Linked DNA regions of Sus scrofa: region 1 is linked to region 2. Evidence: chromatin contacts called from public targeted proximity ligation data. All regions are on one chromosome and are shown on one strand. The core of a region is the stretch at or near the end of the contact, and the rest is flanking DNA. Distances in the headings are between cores, read along the strand shown.

Evidence for each region.
Region 1: a contact with region 2 is called in a targeted proximity ligation map of skeletal muscle, with 3 times the contacts expected there. A contact is called at or near these places in 8 of 47 Hi-C or Micro-C datasets (alveolar macrophages, fetal heart ventricle, fibroblasts and 5 more) and 1 of 2 datasets of targeted methods (skeletal muscle).

The regions. Positions count from the first base shown.
Region 1 is chr3:103,533,613-103,537,894 of Sscrofa11.1, reverse strand. No RefSeq gene overlaps it. Among named protein-coding and RNA genes, the nearest start is that of FEZ2, 30 kb to the left of the region's middle.
Region 2 is chr3:103,410,804-103,415,054 of Sscrofa11.1, reverse strand. VIT (vitrin) reads left to right here. Exons shown (of 13, transcript XM_021087635.1): 7 at 863-910; 8 at 2,379-2,441. Among named protein-coding and RNA genes, the nearest start is that of VIT, 80 kb to the left of the region's middle.

The sequences.
Region 1 (4,282 bases), core at 1,130-3,629, 120 kb before region 2:
CAGGTTGTATCCTGGAATGCAGGGTGCAGTCCAAAGCTAGGCTCCTTCTACCCAAGATTGCAGAGCCCGACACCAGCCAACATCTAGTAGAGGTCTCAAAATCAGAGCCCATGAGTTCCCAGCAGGTTAAGAACCTGACATGGTGACTGTGATGATGCAAGTTCAAACCCTGGCCTTGTTCAGTGGGTTAAGGATCCAGTGTTGCCACAAGCTGCAGCATAGGTTGCAGATGTGGCTCAGATTGGCATGGCTGTGGTATAGGCCCCAGCTGCAGCTCCAACTCGACCCCTAGCCTAGGAACTTCCATCACAAAAAAAAAAAAAAAAAAAAAAAAATTAAAATCAGAGCCCAGATACATTCGCTAGTCCAAATGACTAGATGGAGCAATCCAAAGAATCAATTTTTTTTTGTTCATTCATTTAACAAGTAGCCATTGATAGTCAAATAAATGCCAAGCACTTGTTCAAGAAGTAAGGGATTTGTTTATGAACAGCAGCAAAAATACATATACTCCTCCTTTAGGCATCTTACATTTAGCAGAGAGAGGACATGATGAAGGAACACTGAGGTGTCCTGGGACCAGGGACGGTTCCGGCAGCAGGCTGACATACCAGCCTGCATGGGCATGAGGGGTGTATTTATGGAGCCTGAAGCTGGGCAATGAAGCCAGTCAACCAAGAGCCTCTCTTCATTCCTACTTTTTCCCATTTGTAAAACTGAGATAATGATGCTTTGAATTCTAGGTGTGAAAAATGATTCTTGATGTGAATGCAAAGTTATTCTTACTCCAGCATGAAAGTTCTCTGGGCTTTTCAATCTTGTCATATTCTGAAAGCTGTGTGCTCTATAGAATGGTCTCTGGGTTCCAACCAGGGCCCCTGTGTTGCAGTCCAGCTCTGCCATCAGGAAATGTGTAACCGAAGGCAAGGTGCTTAATCTCTTAGAATCCCAGTCTCTTCACCTGTAAAATGACTGTGTTGGGCCAAGTGATTTGTAAGCTCAAAACTTTTCTGATCTCTGATACACTACAAAGAAACGTAATCTCCTCAACCAGCCTTACCAGCACAAATACTGCTCATGATGGGAAAATTCCCTTGTTGTGGCTTATGGCCTGAACTAATTTTTGTTCATTTAATGTAACAATCTTATCCTTGTTGCTTCATTGACTCAAATTATATATTTTCCTACTTTTTTCTTCTTTCCAAAGTATTTAATTTGCAAAGTTTCAAGTTCCCTTCCAATAGTTCTATTACCATCTTTAGCTTTTTGGTTGCTTTAGGAGTTTTTCCTTTTTTTTCTTACGTTAACTGTTTTTGTTGTTACTTACACAACCCTAGCATATTAGTAATATATAGTAGCTAACATTTATCAAGTACTTACTACAGGTCAGGCACAAAACATCTCACGAGATCATCACAGCCACGCTGAGAGATATACTTTTATCTTTGCTTTATAAGAGGAGAAACAATGCATTGAAGGGGTAAGAGGTTTCCCAGAGTCACACAGCTAGTGAGAGCCCAGCTGGGATTGTCTGATTCTAGAGTTCCAGCTCTAGACATGGAATCATTGGTAGCTAAAGAGAGGGGGAAAGAAAAGAAAGATGAAAGAGAGAAAGAGAGAGAAAGAGAGAAAGAAGGAAAGAAAGAAAGAAAGAAAGAAAGACAGACAGACAGAAAAGGAAAAGAAAGAAAAACAAAAAATATTAAATTCAGTGAAACTAATTTAAAATGCTTACACTATTTTTTCATTCTAAATAAAAATAGTATTTAGTTGCATGGAAAATTATAATATTACAGTTCCGATTATCTGCTGTATTGAAAACTAGAGCACCCATGAGAAAAATAAGCCTTCTTATTTTAGCCATTATGGTGTGTTATCTGGGTCTATTTAGGAGGCAGCAAAATGGAGGCAGCATTCCAGTCCTTGACACTGAAATTAGATCCTGGAGCCTACGGCAAGGGTAGGGCAGGCAGCATGTGGCCCAAGGTCAAAGACTGCCCAAGACTAACCCAAAAGTTCATGCCCGGATAGTGGTAAAAATGAATTCACAAATTCCATAGCAGTAAATAGTGACTCTTCTGAGCATCTGAATAACCCATTCTATTTTCACCCAAGGTCAACTTAGGAAGCTGAGGTTAGAACAACTAAGGGCCAATAATATCCTTGGCTGGAAAGCCTGCCCTTCATCAACAATTGCGTGCCTGCAATGCCCTCTGGCTTATCTACATTCATGACTGTTTGGGGAAAGGTGTGATCTCGATAAAGCCTCGGCTTTGCTCCTAAAGTTCTGGTTGCAAGCAGCGATTCCCACCCACAGGATAGCATTATGTTCTGCGGGGCAGGGCCTTTAGCCCCAGCACAGCTGTTGTCAAGAGGTCCTTACACTCCATCACATCTACTGACACCTACAACCAGCTAGGTCATGGACTTAATGCTCCACTACAGTTATTTATGAGTCACTGTAACTTCAGAGGTTTTTGTTTCATGCAAAGACCAGAAATACAAAAATAGATTCATTTAATCAGAGAGCTAGAGAGCTAGTGTCTTGTACTTATAAATTCTTAATCTCTATAAACCAGCAATCACTCCTCACTGCCTTTTCAAAATTATATATATAATTTTATTCAATTTCAAGGATCTTATTTTCCCTCAAACCAAAGTAACAAAGGAGCAGAGAAGCCTATGTGAGCAAATACATTTACGTTCTACAAAAGCTTATAAAACATGTAAATCTAATAAAGATCAATTCACTTTGTATTTCCTTAAGCCATGTTTGCCTGAAACCAGAGAGGAATATTTTTCAATCAAAGCTATAATGTTTTTTTAAAAAATAGTATCTTTTTTTTTTACCATCTTAACCATTTTAAATGTATGGTGCAGTAGTGTAAACTAAATGCACATTGTTTTGCAAATTAGTCGTATTGCAAAACTGAGACCCTATATCCATTCGAGAACAATTTGACTTCCCCCACCCCCAACTCCCACCCCTGTCAGCCTCTGCCAACCACCATTCTACTTTCTGTCTCTGTGATTTTGACTATGTCTAAGTACCTCATGTAAAGTAGAAGCATGCTTTGTCCTTTTGTGACTGATTTATTTCATTTAGCATAATGTCCTCCAGGTTGTAGCTTTTGACAGGATGTCCTTTTTTAGGGCTGAATAATATTTCATCATATGTATACACAACATTTTCTTGATTCATTGTATCTGTTCAAGAACATTTTTGGTTGCTTTCACCTCTTGGCTATTATAAATAATGCTGCAATTAACATGAGTATGTAAATATCTCTTTGAAATCATACTTTCAGTACTTTAGGGTATATGTCCAGAAGTGGGATTGCTGGATCATATGGTAGTCCCATTTTTAATTTTTGGAAGAATCTACACAGTGTTTTCTATGGAAGTTACACCATTTTACATTCCTACCAGCAGTACACAAAGGTTCCAACTTCTCCACATCCTTGCCAATACTTGTTACTTTCTGGGTTTTTTGATAGTGGCCATCCTAACAGGTCTAAAGCGATATTTCACTGTGGTTCCTCACTGTCTTTTATAAAAAGAAAAATAAAAACCAAACAATTCCAAGTAGCTCAATTAAATATTCTATCAAATTCTTTGCATATGATCTTCAAATGCTATTATCTCTCTGGCCACTAATCTGTTCTGTATCCAGTAATAAAAAGCACTGTCTGGTGCAAAAAGTAGTCAGCATACAGAGACCCTCTGATTCAGTGTTCCACCCCTAGATACAGAGTCAACTTAAGCGAGTACGCATGTCCACTATCAGAGAAGTATAAGAATGTTCATAGCAGCATTATTCATAATAGCTCAAAGACAGAGATGGCCAAAGTCCATCAATAGTACAATGGAAAAATAAACTGTGGTATAGTGACATAATGGCATAACAGCAATTAAAAAAAAAAAAAAAAAGGAACTTCTGCCACATGTGACACCTTGGATATATTTCACATATATAATATTGAGTAAAAGAAACCAGATTCAAAAGAGTCCTATATGATTTCATTTGTATGAAGTTCAAAAAAAGGCAAAACATAGAGCTAGAAGGCAAAATACCATTTTTCACTGGTGGATTACTGACTAGCAGGGTACATTGGAGTTATTTGGGATTTTGTAAATATGCTATATCTAAATTTGGGTCGTAGTTATATGAGTGTATACATATATGAACATTTGTTAAGCTGTATAGTTTATTTAAACCTGTATGCTTTCCTTCATATAAGCTTTAACTGACAAAAAAACTAAAAGAAGGAAGATGAACTTT
Region 2 (4,251 bases), core at 620-3,119:
GGTGAAATAAATGTACCCAGAATGATACTGGGCATATTCTGGGCACTTATTTTTGTTTCATTTTGTTTTTGTCTTTTTAGAGCCACATCCTTGGCATATGAAGTTCCCAGGCTAGGGGCTGAATCAGAGCTGCAGCTGCTGGCCTACATCACAGCCACAGCAACACAGGATCCAAGCTGTGTCTGTGACCTACACCACAGCCCACGGCAATGCTGGATCCTTAACCCACTGAGTGAGGCCAGGGATCATACCTGCATCCTCATGGATACTGGTTATATTCGTTTCGCTGACCCACGATGGGAACTCCCTGGGTGCTTATGAAGTGTGATGGATGGATGGAAGGAAGGAAGAAGGAAGGGAAGCAGGGAGGAAGGAAGGTTGGATGGATAAAGATTCAGATCAATACAGTGAAAAGTTTTCTCACAGTCTAAACAGTCCAAGAATAAATGCACTGTTTTTGTTGGGAATGTAGGAGGTGTAGTGAGTCCCTTGGCTCTGGAGGTATTCAAGTACTAGCCAGCCACTCACTTGTAGGACTCTTATAGAAACAAGCTAGGCTGTTGGTTCAGATTGCATGAGGTTTCAATTCCCCTTAAATATTAGGATTCCCATTATCCCATCATTCTCAGGGCATAATGAAGGGAAGAAAAAAGTTAAAGATGTTTTGTCTTCAGTTTTAAGAAATTTGAATGAGAAAATCCCAAAGATTTCAGGTTGTTTCATCCCAAAGTCTGGTCTCATGCTCCTTTACTGAACTGTCAGCCACAATTAGAACACCCTTATCATCCTAGCAGTTCACATGAGAGCTTCTGCTGGTTTCATCGAAGTAACGAGTTTATTTCTTTTTAATTTTGAAAATCAGGGGAGGAACCTGACTTATGGAAACCTGGATCAGTCCTTCTAGATGCAGGTAATTATGCAGCCCAACTTCCTGGCCGTGGCTAGATCAAGATTCACAGGATTTCAGCTAGTGGCATAGAGCCCAAGCTCGGCTAGAGAAGCCTTTCCAACAGGGTCACCTGGGACGTTAGGGTCTGGTGACCACGCGAAGGGCCCACTGAAACGCCCGCGGTGAGGCCTGAGGTAAGGGACAATGATGGCTCACAAAGGAGGAAGGAAGTGTGAAGATAGAAAGGTGGAAGGGAGTGAGTTCCAGGTCCTCAAAGTGGGTTAGACCCTCACTCCATCTGGAGCACACTTGACTTCCTTCTCTTTCTTCTTCCTTCTTTGCAAATAGGACTCAGGTTTTCCCTTCATGGAAACCAGTGTTCCCTGTTTGCTGCATTGAGTGTTTTTTAAACTCCAACAGCAAGTGCGGCCTTCCAACTCTTGGTCCGAGGGCAGATTTTGCTGGTGGGTGGGTGGGGGGAGGTAGAGGAGAGGCCTTGCGCATGTACTTCTTCCCCTCCCGGGGTTCCTGGCTGAGAAATGCCATGAGCGAATCTTTTAAATGATGTGAGGAAGTGGGAGGAGCAAAGTGACCTTTAATGGGAAGATGAAATCATGTGCTTTGCAAATCGGAAAAACTAACAAGCTAGGAAAAAGCCCATGGACCGCAGCCAGAAAGGACCAGAGCCCCCAGCACCTTCCTCCACTGGGGGAGACTCTCGGGGCGCTGCCCAGCATCCCGGAAACGGGGTGGGGCGGGGACTCACTTGCAGTGCTGCAAGTTTCACTCATTGGCTTTACCTAGAAAGACTCCTATTGTCTTTGCTTCCTATGTGATTTATCTGTGTACTTGGCTCCCAGGTAAACAGTTCTAAAGAAAACCCCTGAGGCTGAAATTCAACTCACACACACACAGCCTCTTGAAAGCCTTTGGCATCTGTACTCTGCTCTCAGACCACTAGAGGCCAAGGGCTGGATTTTAGACCCTCTGGTGTGTGACGTGCTTGTATCTCATCTCATCCCCTCCAGTCTACTCCCAGCCCCCATCAGACGGTCCCCACTCTCACTCATCTTGATCCATCAACTCAGTCACTGAATGTTGACTGAGGACTCCCATGTGGGGACAAGAAACGTTTATGTGATGAGACACATGCCCTGCCCTGAGATTCTCAGAATTTTACAGAGGGATAATTTACACTTGCAAAGTGCTTAATGCTCTCAGATAAGGAAACTAGGCTCAGATAAAACAAGTGAATGGGCATGAGGGGACAGATCTCAAGCCTGACTTCACAGGACTGTAAGCACCCGCTGTCTGCAAATATTCATTCATTTTTATCTCTTAAGCGGGGGCGGAGTGGAGAGGAGCACAGCGAGCAGGAAGCCAAGCCCCCTAAGCTGAGTGTGAATATTCATTTTTGTCCCCATCCCTGGGGTGAGGCCAGATGCTTCCTGTTCTTGTAAGTCACCAAAAGTTTTACTGCTCTTTCCAGGATTTGTTCCAAAAGAAGAATTAAGCACACAGTCTTTGGAGCCAGTATCCCAGGGAGATCCAAGTAAGTTAACTGACAAGAGAAATCCAGAGTGATGGCTTTGACATCTGATCTGCTCTCTCTCCCTCTACCCACTCACGCCCACCCGACCCCATCTCTCTCCTACCCTGGATCTATTTATCTCCTCTCTTCTGTCACTTTGTTCTAAGGGGGAAAGGGAAGCTTTTGAAGGATTTAAACTCTCCATGTGCAAGAGGGGGAGAGGATCAGATGGTTAAAACGTCACTATGGCAACAGGGTAGGGTGGAGTTGGGGAAAAGAGAAGCAGGGAAAGGAGGAGACTGGCTGGACAGCAAGAACGGTGGACAGTGGACATGATGGTAGACAGAGCTCAGAGTAGGAAGCATAAATGGGGAGAGAAAAGCACATTCAAGGGCTAGAAAGGAAGAATCTAGAGGGGTAGAGGTGGAGGTGCAGGAGAGGGAGCAGTTTGGAGTTCCCATCATGGTGCCGCAGAAATGAATCCAACTAGGAACCATGAGGTTGCGGGTTCAATCTCTGGCCTCGCTCAGTGGGTTAAGGATCTGGCATTGCCGTGAGCTGTGGTGTAGGTCACAGACACGGCTTGGATCCCACGTTGCTTGCTGTGGTGTAGGTCAGCAGCTACAGCCCCGATTCGACCCCTACCTGGAAACCTCCATGTGCCATCGGTGTGGCCCTAAAAAAAAAAAAAGAGAGAGAGAGAGAGAGGAAGCAGTTTGAGATGGTTTGAACAACTAGGGTAAATGCTGCTGGATGAAGACCCCTGGAAAGAGCAGCTTGGAGCCGAGAGAGTGGGGAAGACGTCCGGTCTAGCAGAGAGTTGACTGCCCAGGTCTGACATTCAGAAGGAACAGCCAAGCCAGAAATTTAGAATTGGAAGGTGATGAGCTGAAGTTCAGAACCAAGGCTATGAAAACAGGAAATGTGACCTAAGGAGACAGGCTAGAGTAGGAAGAAACAGAGGACTTAATGCCTGAAGAACTTTGAGACTAACTGGGTGGAAGAGAGGCCACCCGAAGATAGCAGAAAGAAGGGACCAGAGAAAAGAGGAAAACCAGGAGGGAGCTGTGTGTTTTGAGCCAACGAGAGCATCTGCAAATTCCCCCAGAAAGTTGTGACAAGTGACCAACAAGCTGAGTCTCAATTTACGTGTGAGAATCACCTGAAGACATTTTTTTCCTTTTTAGGGCCGTACCCATAGCATATGTAAGTTCCCAAGCTAGGGGTCAAATCGGAGCTGTAGCTGAGGCCTACAGGGCAGCCATGGCAACGTCAGACCCGAGCCGCATCTGCAACTTATGCCATAGCTGGCGGCAAGGCTGAATCCTAACCCACTGAGCAAGGCCGGGGATCGAACCCTCATCCTCACAGACACTATGCCAGGTTCTTAAGCCACTGAGCCACAGTGGGAAGTCCAACTGCAGACATTTTTTAAAATGAAACTTGCCAATCCCTGCCTCATAACTACTGACTCAGACCCTCCCCCCATCTTGCCACACGAAGTGTGGTCTGAGGACCAGCAGCAGTGGCATCACCTGGGAGCTTGTTAGAAAGGCAGCCTGTCAGGCTCCACCCCAGACCTACTCAATTAGGTGATTCCTCTGCCTACTAACCCTCGAGAAGCACCACCTGGAATGATTCCCTGGCATCTTTATTTGTTGAAGCTTCATAAGCAATCCTGATACTTATCCAGGGTTAAGAAACACTGGCCTAATATATTGGCCAACACAAGGCATTAATCAATAAATTGTACCACGTTGAAGAAAACTAAAGCAATTAATAAAATTGGGGAGTTCCCATTATGGCGCAGTGGTTAACGAATCCAACTAGG